Linked DNA regions of Mus musculus: regions 1 and 3 are each linked to region 2. Evidence: chromatin contacts called from public Hi-C data. All regions are on one chromosome and are shown on one strand. Each heading gives the region's core, a stretch centred on a gene start, on an enhancer-like site or on the middle of the called end of the contact. The rest is flanking DNA. Distances are from core to core; before and after follow the strand shown. Region 1 has its middle 170 kb from the start of Nrg1. Region 2 has its middle 150 kb from the start of 7420700N18Rik. Region 3 has its middle 200 kb from the start of Nrg1.

Evidence for each region. A called contact is a pair of places that touch in the nucleus more often than the background predicts.
Region 1: a contact with region 2 is called in a Hi-C map of embryonic fibroblasts, with 2.8 times the contacts expected there. The contact joins two enhancer-like sites. A contact is called at or near these places in 2 of 484 Hi-C or Micro-C datasets (embryonic fibroblasts and uterus) and 2 of 115 datasets of contacts at active chromatin or transcription factors (kidney and trophoblast stem cells).
Region 3: a contact with region 2 is called in a Hi-C map of pancreatic cancer cells, with 2.8 times the contacts expected there. The contact joins two enhancer-like sites. A contact is called at or near these places in 7 of 484 Hi-C or Micro-C datasets (the HL-1 cell line, Sertoli cells, adipose-derived mesenchymal stem cells and 4 more) and 6 of 115 datasets of contacts at active chromatin or transcription factors (the NIH/3T3 cell line, embryonic stem cells, epiblast stem cells and 3 more).

Annotation. Positions count from the first base shown.
Region 1 is chr8:31,748,921-31,751,620 of GRCm38.p6, reverse strand. No RefSeq gene overlaps it. Among named protein-coding and RNA genes, the nearest start is that of Nrg1, 170 kb to the left of the region's middle. Within about 2 kb of position 1,395, at least 20 of the 459 cell types and tissues checked have an H3K27ac peak or open chromatin away from gene starts, as enhancers often do. A contact at or near this core is called in embryonic fibroblasts, where this site is marked.
Region 2 is chr8:31,519,771-31,522,470 of GRCm38.p6, reverse strand. No RefSeq gene overlaps it. Among named protein-coding and RNA genes, the nearest start is that of 7420700N18Rik, 150 kb to the right of the region's middle. Within about 2 kb of position 1,415, at least 81 of the 459 cell types and tissues checked have an H3K27ac peak or open chromatin away from gene starts, as enhancers often do. A contact at or near this core is called in the HL-1 cell line, the NIH/3T3 cell line, embryonic fibroblasts and 1 more, where this site is marked.
Region 3 is chr8:31,719,430-31,722,129 of GRCm38.p6, reverse strand. No RefSeq gene overlaps it. Among named protein-coding and RNA genes, the nearest start is that of Nrg1, 200 kb to the left of the region's middle. Within about 2 kb of position 1,404, at least 55 of the 459 cell types and tissues checked have an H3K27ac peak or open chromatin away from gene starts, as enhancers often do. A contact at or near this core is called in the HL-1 cell line, the NIH/3T3 cell line, embryonic fibroblasts and 1 more, where this site is marked.

The DNA of each region.
Region 1 (2,700 bases), core at 146-2,645, 230 kb before region 2:
GTATTAATATTTAGTCATTATGTTACTGTTCAGTCCTCTGTCAACAGCAGGATCTCTTGCTGGTTTACTTTTTCTATTCATGTTTCAGTTCTCAGGGTGAATAGATACAGAATTCCCTAACTTAAAATCCTGTTATATATTTTTAGAAAAAAAAAGTCAGGGACATTTAATATACAGACCAAGTTTAGTAGGGAAATATTAGTTCTATCAATATCTGAAGGATTTCCCAGTAGAGAGATTAATGTGTTCTGACAACAAAGCCCTATGGTGGAGGCTGTAGGAAAATGCTAACTAATAGAAAAGAATATTGCAACCATTTAACTATGTAATAAGAACTGCTTTGGGAGGAAATGATAGGAGTGTTCAAGCAAAGAGTGAGTAATAAACCACAGGAGATTGAACCACACAGGCTTGTGCATCAGAAAAGAGTTAGACCAAGTGACCTAGATCTGTGATGATCCTACGTCTCCTAACAGGTTGATCTTAGAATCCCAGGATAATTTGAAATATATACTGAAGTTGAGAGAGACTTTGATAATTACCTGCCTGGTATATTTTACACAGTAATTTATATATGAATTGTCAGTCATCCTTATCACAGGATGATTGAGAAATTCCAGGTGACTTCATTTACGACACACATTTGCAAGGTGCTTACTATGTGGCATGTATTTTGTATCTAAGTTTTAAAGGACAGTGATGCTCAGGATACAGTTGCTGCCCTCTGGAGCATGCGCTGTGCTCAAGGGTAAGGATAAGGCTGAAGACTGAAGAAAAGGAGGATTGTGAGAAAGGCAGATGTGTGGCAAAGCACTCCAACTTCTCTCTTGCCTTTTCCTCTAGGGAACCTTTTTAAGTCTTCTTTAAGTTTCCCTAAGACACTTGGCAGGACCTCTAGGACCAGATTAGAGAGGAAGCTGGGATGGGATGGAATCTTTGCTCCCTAGAATGTGAGCAGTGGATTTCTTCTACCAGTTGCTTCTCTCATGCAAGAAGTATGTGCATGTGTTTGTGTATGTGTGTGTGTGTGTGGGGGGATAAGACCACTTTACAAAATAGATGTTAAATAAATATACAATAAAAATATAGATCAGATTATGAATAGTCGTTATGAAACCCTGCTCTATATTACCTAGGAGAAAAGGGACATAAAATCATCTTTCTGAGTCAGGTGTTTATGAATTTCCAAAGACCAGACTGCATATTTCTCTAAACCCCCAGTATTTCTACCGCAAAACAGATTCTTGGAAGTGAAACAGGCCTGTTAAAAACTCTTTTTTATGCAATGAAGGATGTAAGGAAATTGGAGAAAGTTCAAAGAAGAAGAACACGAATGATTAAGGGGCTGAGAGCATGATTTATGTTGAATGATTAAAAGGATTAAAATGCAGATCTTGGCCAGTGCTACAGACTCAGCTATAAAAGAAAACTCAAAATTAAGTGCCAAAGCTCCTAGCTCCCATGAAAAATACAAATTTGCATATAATTTGGCACATATTTCTACTCAGAGTTCAGCAGACCCTTACTGAGGCAATGTACACAGTGCCAAAACCACTAGTCGATTTGGTCAGTTGAAAGTGCAGTCTGATGATATCAGGAAAAACTTGCCATTTGATGGATTGAGGAGACAGGGGAACTCCACTGTTCCCACCCAGGACCATCATGTGCAAAGAAGACAAAACAAAGTAACCTATCACAATGTACCCAAGTATCACAGAGCAAAATCTCCCCTAAAGTAAATAGCTGGAGTGTGCAGACCCATGGGACCAGAACAGCCACTTGGGTCTGGATTATTGTCTTCATGAGGAAATTTTAGCCAAAAGCTGACTGATCTTCTTGTCTCTCAAATGAAGCCTGTGATTCAGCAATGAGGAAAGGAGGCATGTGTGGAACCGGCTCTTCTCAGAACTGCCTATCTCCCAAGAAGGGAGAAAGGAGATGGGTCAAAGGAAGCTGTGTAGACACATGTAAGGAGAAAGCCAACTGATAGCGTTTAGAATTATAAAAACACATTTTAGTGAAAATTTTATTTTTCTTAAATATAGCTTTCTGTGGCTATCAGTTTTCCTTCACTTGTATTGTCTGGGTAATTTTCTTGTTTTCAAGGGAGGAAAACTAAAACATAAATAGAGGAATCATTATGGTAAATGCTGTTAAGGCGCCACAGCTTGCCTTGGCACTTAACTCAGTCTGAATAGTTTAGGCTTAGAGCCTCCAGCTTCCTTTTCAGTGCTTCTTCTTGTTGATGACATACCAGTGTCATATTTTCCACCTTACCCATTTTCTAATGGAAACGTCAGTGATGGTTACATTCAGACTCTTGTACAAGGTTGGTCTTCTAAGTTGCCTCTTGGATAGATAGACTGTACCCATTTCTCTCCTCCACCAGCCCTAATGGTCACTATTTTAAACTGACCTTCCAAACTTTTGCTTCCATTTTTTTTTTCCACTTCTGGGAAGTGAACTGAGGATCTTGAACAAGGTTGACATTGGGGCAACCACTGACCTCTATCTCCAGCCCCACCCCCTCCTCCCCCTCCTCCTCCTCCCCGTCCTCCTCCTCCTCTCTTCCTCCTCCTCCTCCTTCTTCTTCTGTGGGAATGGATTCATTTTTTTCACCTTTCAAACATTTTATGCCCATATTTAAAATGCTCAGCATAAAGATTTAATGTAGAAAATTGTTACTGCCTAAAATTCTAA
Region 2 (2,700 bases), core at 166-2,665:
CATATGTAGCTTATCACATATAGCTGGTTTGGAGTAGAGTTCAAAGTTATATCATGGCTTGTTATGACTGAATCTTTTGAGGAAAGCCCCTCTCCTCTTGTTTTTATGACATCGCCTGTGTTAACATTCTGGCGCTGGCTAACAAATTCTCCACCTGTGATAAAAGCTTCACTTGACATTTTATGGTGACATGCCACTGAAGGACTTAAAGCGGACACCATAGAGTTTCCAACTAGCTTTCTCTAGAGGCTGCTACACATTTCCAAGTTAAAGAGTAGCTGTGGCGAAGACACAGATTTTTATCTGTAAAGTTTTCCTTTTTACCTAAAACTCCCATCTTACAGTGTTGGTCCAAAGGTATTTCTAACATTGAAGAAGACAGAGACTAAGTTAATCTCCATAGATAGTTTTCATGCAGAAAGGACTCCCTTCAGTCTTTCCTCGTGTTTATATTCAGCCAATTACCACAAACGAAATAAATTTTACTTTAAGAAAAATAATCCATCTATTTCTAGAGCATTGGATGATTTTTTTAAACAGTGCATGAGATTCCATTTTCAATATCAATTGGATAAATTTAACTGATCTTTGGAATTTCTTTGAACAGAAAATGACGCAAAAGCCCAGCTCTTAGATCTAAGCATCCTCATGTGTGAAAATCCAGGTAAAGTGTGCCAGGTCCCACCAAAGCCCACCAAGCTTAGAGTCGACCTGGCTGTGTTGTCAGCGAATGATCCTTTTGTGAGAAGACACACAATGGTGTCAAATCACAGAATCACAAGAACAGCCCCTCAGTCTGCCCTCAGCTCAGTCAGGAAAAGTGTGGAAAACTAAATTTTAAAATAATAACAATAAACAGGATTTTAGACCCAGAGTGTTCACTTTTCCAACTCTTCAAATTTCTGAAGTCATTCTTTGTTCTCTCCAAGCTACCTGCAAACCTGTTCTCAAAGACAAGATTTGTCACTTGTTAGAAAAGATGTTATTTGATAGCACATACTTTGCTGGGCTGGGTTATTTTAAAAAAATATATAATAATTCCATTGTATGCTATCCTTATCAGCACAGGAGAGACTCTTTTCTTACAGCAAGTACTTCTGTGTTTGAAATGTTAGAACTGCTAAGTACACCCTTAATGCTTCAAGCTACCAGATGCTAGAGCCTGCCTTACCTGCCCAGGCATGTTGTCTGAATTGAGGTCACAGTTTGGCAAATAACATTCCACACATTTTTTCTCTCCTACTGAATTAAAAGGGGCAGCTTGAGTTTCTCTGAATGCCATTGGTTAAGAAGTCTGACTCAGACACCTAGAGAGCTCTCCAGAGCCAGAATGGAGTGACTCGCTACTCACATGACTGGTGGGAGGTAGAAAGCCATCTCTCCTACCATTCTGTACCCTGGCCACGTTAGCCAGCATGAGTCAACTCTTGAAACCTGAAGGTGAATGTTCTACTTGACCTTTGATTTGGGGAGAGTGGCATGACTTCAAATGCTGTCTGTTTATTAATTAACAGAGAGGACTGAATTCCACAATCTGGGAAGTAACATTTGAAACTTTTTTTTTTAATTCACTTTACATCCTGATCACTGCCCACCTCTGGTCAGCCCCTTCCACAATCCTTCCACCATCCCCTTCCCCTCTAAGTGAATACTGCACCCACCCCCCACCCCCGTAACCCCCTACCCCGGGCACTTTGAGTCTCTGCAGGGCTAGACACAATCTCTCTCACTGTACCTAGACAAGACAGCCTAGCTAGTAGAACATATCCCACCCGCCGACAGGCAACAGCTTTTGGGAGAGCCCCTGCTCCAGTTGCTACACATGTGCAAGAAGGCCTAGGTCCAGCCTATGTATCCTCTCTGGTTAGTAGTTCAGTCCCTGGGAACCCTAAAGGTCTAGGTTAGTTGACTGTTAGTCTTCCTGTGAGTACCCCTTGGGGCCCACAGTCCTTTCTACTTGAAACCAAAACTTTAACAGAGTAAAACTTTCCTAATTCTCTTATATAGCCTGACTTGTTTGAGTTTTTCTTTACTTTGGATGAGATTAAGATATGTTATGGCTTGAGGTTTTGGTTTTTTTTCTTCTTCTTTCCCAAGACTTACTGGCCATTTGAAAGTAATTTTTTTTTCTTTATCAGACACATATTTAGAAAAATCATTAAATAATTACTAATGGAAAGTCTATTTCACACTTGTGAAGCGATTCCTTTGAAAGCTATTGTGCTGTAAATCATTTCAAATCTGTGATAACCAGAATCTAAAAAGAATGACTATGTGAGGTGCTCACCTAGGTACCGTCTTTCTCAAGAAAATAAATAAAGGATAATATCATTCTTTCATATACAGATGTTTGACTTACATGGAAGATTCTCCTATTAAGACTATTATGAGCTCAACGATGCAGGTAACACTTCAACCATGCATTCTTAGGAAAGCAACACAATTCATGGTGGAATATTGATAGCTTACCCTCAGGATGGCATGGCTGACTGTAGCTCACTGCTGTTGCCCAAGACAAGGGTATCAAAGAATATATTACAAGCCCAGGAAAAGGTCAAAATTCAAAGTATAATTTCCCTGAACGACTAATCCCTTTAGCATGACCATAAAGCACAAAACTTTAAGTTGAACCATATGTTGAACCATTAATACCATAGGAATGAGCAAAACTGAAGGAAATAGGAAGAGAAATGTTAGGAT
Region 3 (2,700 bases), core at 155-2,654, 200 kb before region 2:
TGTATAACTAGGTCTCAGGGAGTGTTGTTTGTGACTCTGGCAGCTGGGGATTCTTTATGACCTATCATACTACTGCATAGAGACAGTGTCTCTTTCTGCAGCTCTTTGCTATCAGACAGTAGGATACTGAAAAAGCAACTTCGGTATCTGATATGTCCGTGGCTTAAACAGATCCCACTTGCCACCGTCAACACGCACATACGTGTGCATGCACAGGTACACAAGGCAGATAATTTCATACAGCAACCACCCTCCTTGGTTTCAGGATTGGCAGAATTCTAAACATTCTGCTCCATTTTCAAACTTAGTTTCATACTGTATATTCTCATTATATTAAGTGTATAATCGCCACAGAAACACTGTGCTATGGTGGGGGGGGTGTTACAGTTCTTCTTGGCCCTAGTGACCCCCATCCAATTCCTGAGAACTTTCAGTGTCCTCCTGGGAATTTTTTCTGGGTCCTGGTTTCTCCCATCCTGGTGGCTCCATTTGATCCTAGAGAGCAATGGCAGGATTAGGATGGGTGGGGTCAGGATTTTAAAGCAGAGCCCTGGATGTCACTTTGATGTGCATCCTGCTTCTCCATGGCTGTAAATAGACTGAACCTTGGGAAGGTAAAGATTATTAGACCAATGGCTCTCAATTTCCCTAATGCTGTGATCCTTTATTGCAGTTCCTCATGTCGTGGTGACCCCTAACCATAAAATTATTTGCACTGCTACTTCATAACTGTGTTTTTGCTACTGTTATGAATCATAATGTAAATATCTGATATGCAGGATATCTAGTATACAACCCCCGTGAAATGGTCATCTGACCCCCAAAAGGATGACAACTTACAGGTGGGGAACCATTGGATTAGACAGTCCAAGCATTTTTAGTTTTCACTCCATTGTGAATCATAGATGTGATGTTGAACAAGTCATTTAACTCTTAGGCTCAGGTTTCTTCAACTGAAAAAAAAAATGGGGATGCAATTGGTACCAAACTCATGGTATGTTCTAGCACTTTAACACACACAGAACAGGAGCTGGGAAATAGAAGTTATAAACCCAGGGCCTTCTTTTAATATCACCACTATAATCCATTAGCTACTATTAGTACAAAGGGTCCTAAATTTGCAGGGACACACAAAGACACGCACAGAGACACACAGACACACAACCTCTTCAAGGGTTCTGCTAAACACAGGGAAGGCATGCCGAGGGTGAGAGGCCAACTTTAACAAAGGCAAACCTTTTGTCTGCAACTTCAGGGTAATGAGAGTTGTGCAAACCCTGTTGGTTGGCATGGAGCTGATCCAGCAGAGCTTGCATCCTGAGATCTCTCTTCTGTTTGCCTCTGCTTACACCCATCCCCCACCCCACCAACTTGCTAGCCTCATTCTTTTCTCTGACTCAGCCAGCAGGCATCTTAAAAACCAACACAGGAAAATCCACTGCCAAACATCTCAGCACCCAAGCGTCTTAGCATTGTCTTACCCTCTGACTCTCCTTGGCACAATGTTCTTCCCGGTGAATTGTGGGTATTTATTAATGTACCCCCGTACCCACACTTTCCTTCTCCACAACCAACTCCATAACAAATTGTGGCATTTGTGTTACAACTTAGTTTGGAATCTGAGCCCTGAGTTTTACCCCCAAATGTATGTGTTTCTAAATATTGACTTATAATTCTATTTGAGTCCAAATGGCATGTTCGAATATTCCCTGTCTATTCAGATTATTGGTGACTGAACAATTAAGTGTTTTCCAGGTGGTTTCACTTAAACTCCAACCTCTTTCTCTAACCCTTACTAGTGTTTTATTAAGAGATCAGCCAATTTGTGTTTGGTTGCAGCCCAGGAGTGGGGGTGGGGGTGCGGGTGTCTTATGGCGATTAGATAGAGGCCAGCTTGCTTTCAGAAAATGCAATCTTAAGATAGGGGGGCCATGCTGACTTCCTGTCTTCGACACAACTAGTCTGCCTTATCTAGCTCCATGAAGGACAGTAGCTTAGAAAATAGGCCTGTAAAAATGGAATCTATCTTCCTTGACATTTGCCAAGCTCAAAGGAACATTGTTGATTTAAATAAAAGAAACACCAACCAACCAACCAACCCCACTATCCAGATAGTGACAGAGTAATGAACGGTGTCATTAAATTGAAAACCTAGAGCAAAAATAGGAAAAGGAATGAGGAAGATGCTAGGCACAGGAGAAGGAAGGCAGTTCTCCATCAACAGTGGCTGCCAAGAACAAGCTGGGTCCTCAGTGGCTCTCTATGGAGTGTCTAAGATGTCACAGAGTCAGCAAGACAGTGATCAGTGTGATCCTTTTTTCCTGAAAAATTTTATTTATTTTTATTTTTAAAATTATTTTTTTTACACTCCATATTCCATTCCTCGCCCCCTGCCCCAATCCACCCTCTGACTGCTCCACATCCCACACCTCTTCCCCACCCCTGTGTCCACCTGGATGCCCCATCCCCCCACCCCTCCACCCCACTTGACCTCTAAACTCCCTGGGGCCTCCAGTCTCTTGAGGGTTAGGTGCATCATCTCTGAATGAACACAGATCCAGAAGTCCTCTACTGTATGTGTGTTGGGGGTCTCATATCAGCTGGTGTATGCTGTCCGTTTGGTGGTCCAGTGTTTGAGAGATCTCGAGGACCCAGATTAGTTGAGACTGCTGGTCCTCCTATAGGATCACCCTTCTCCTT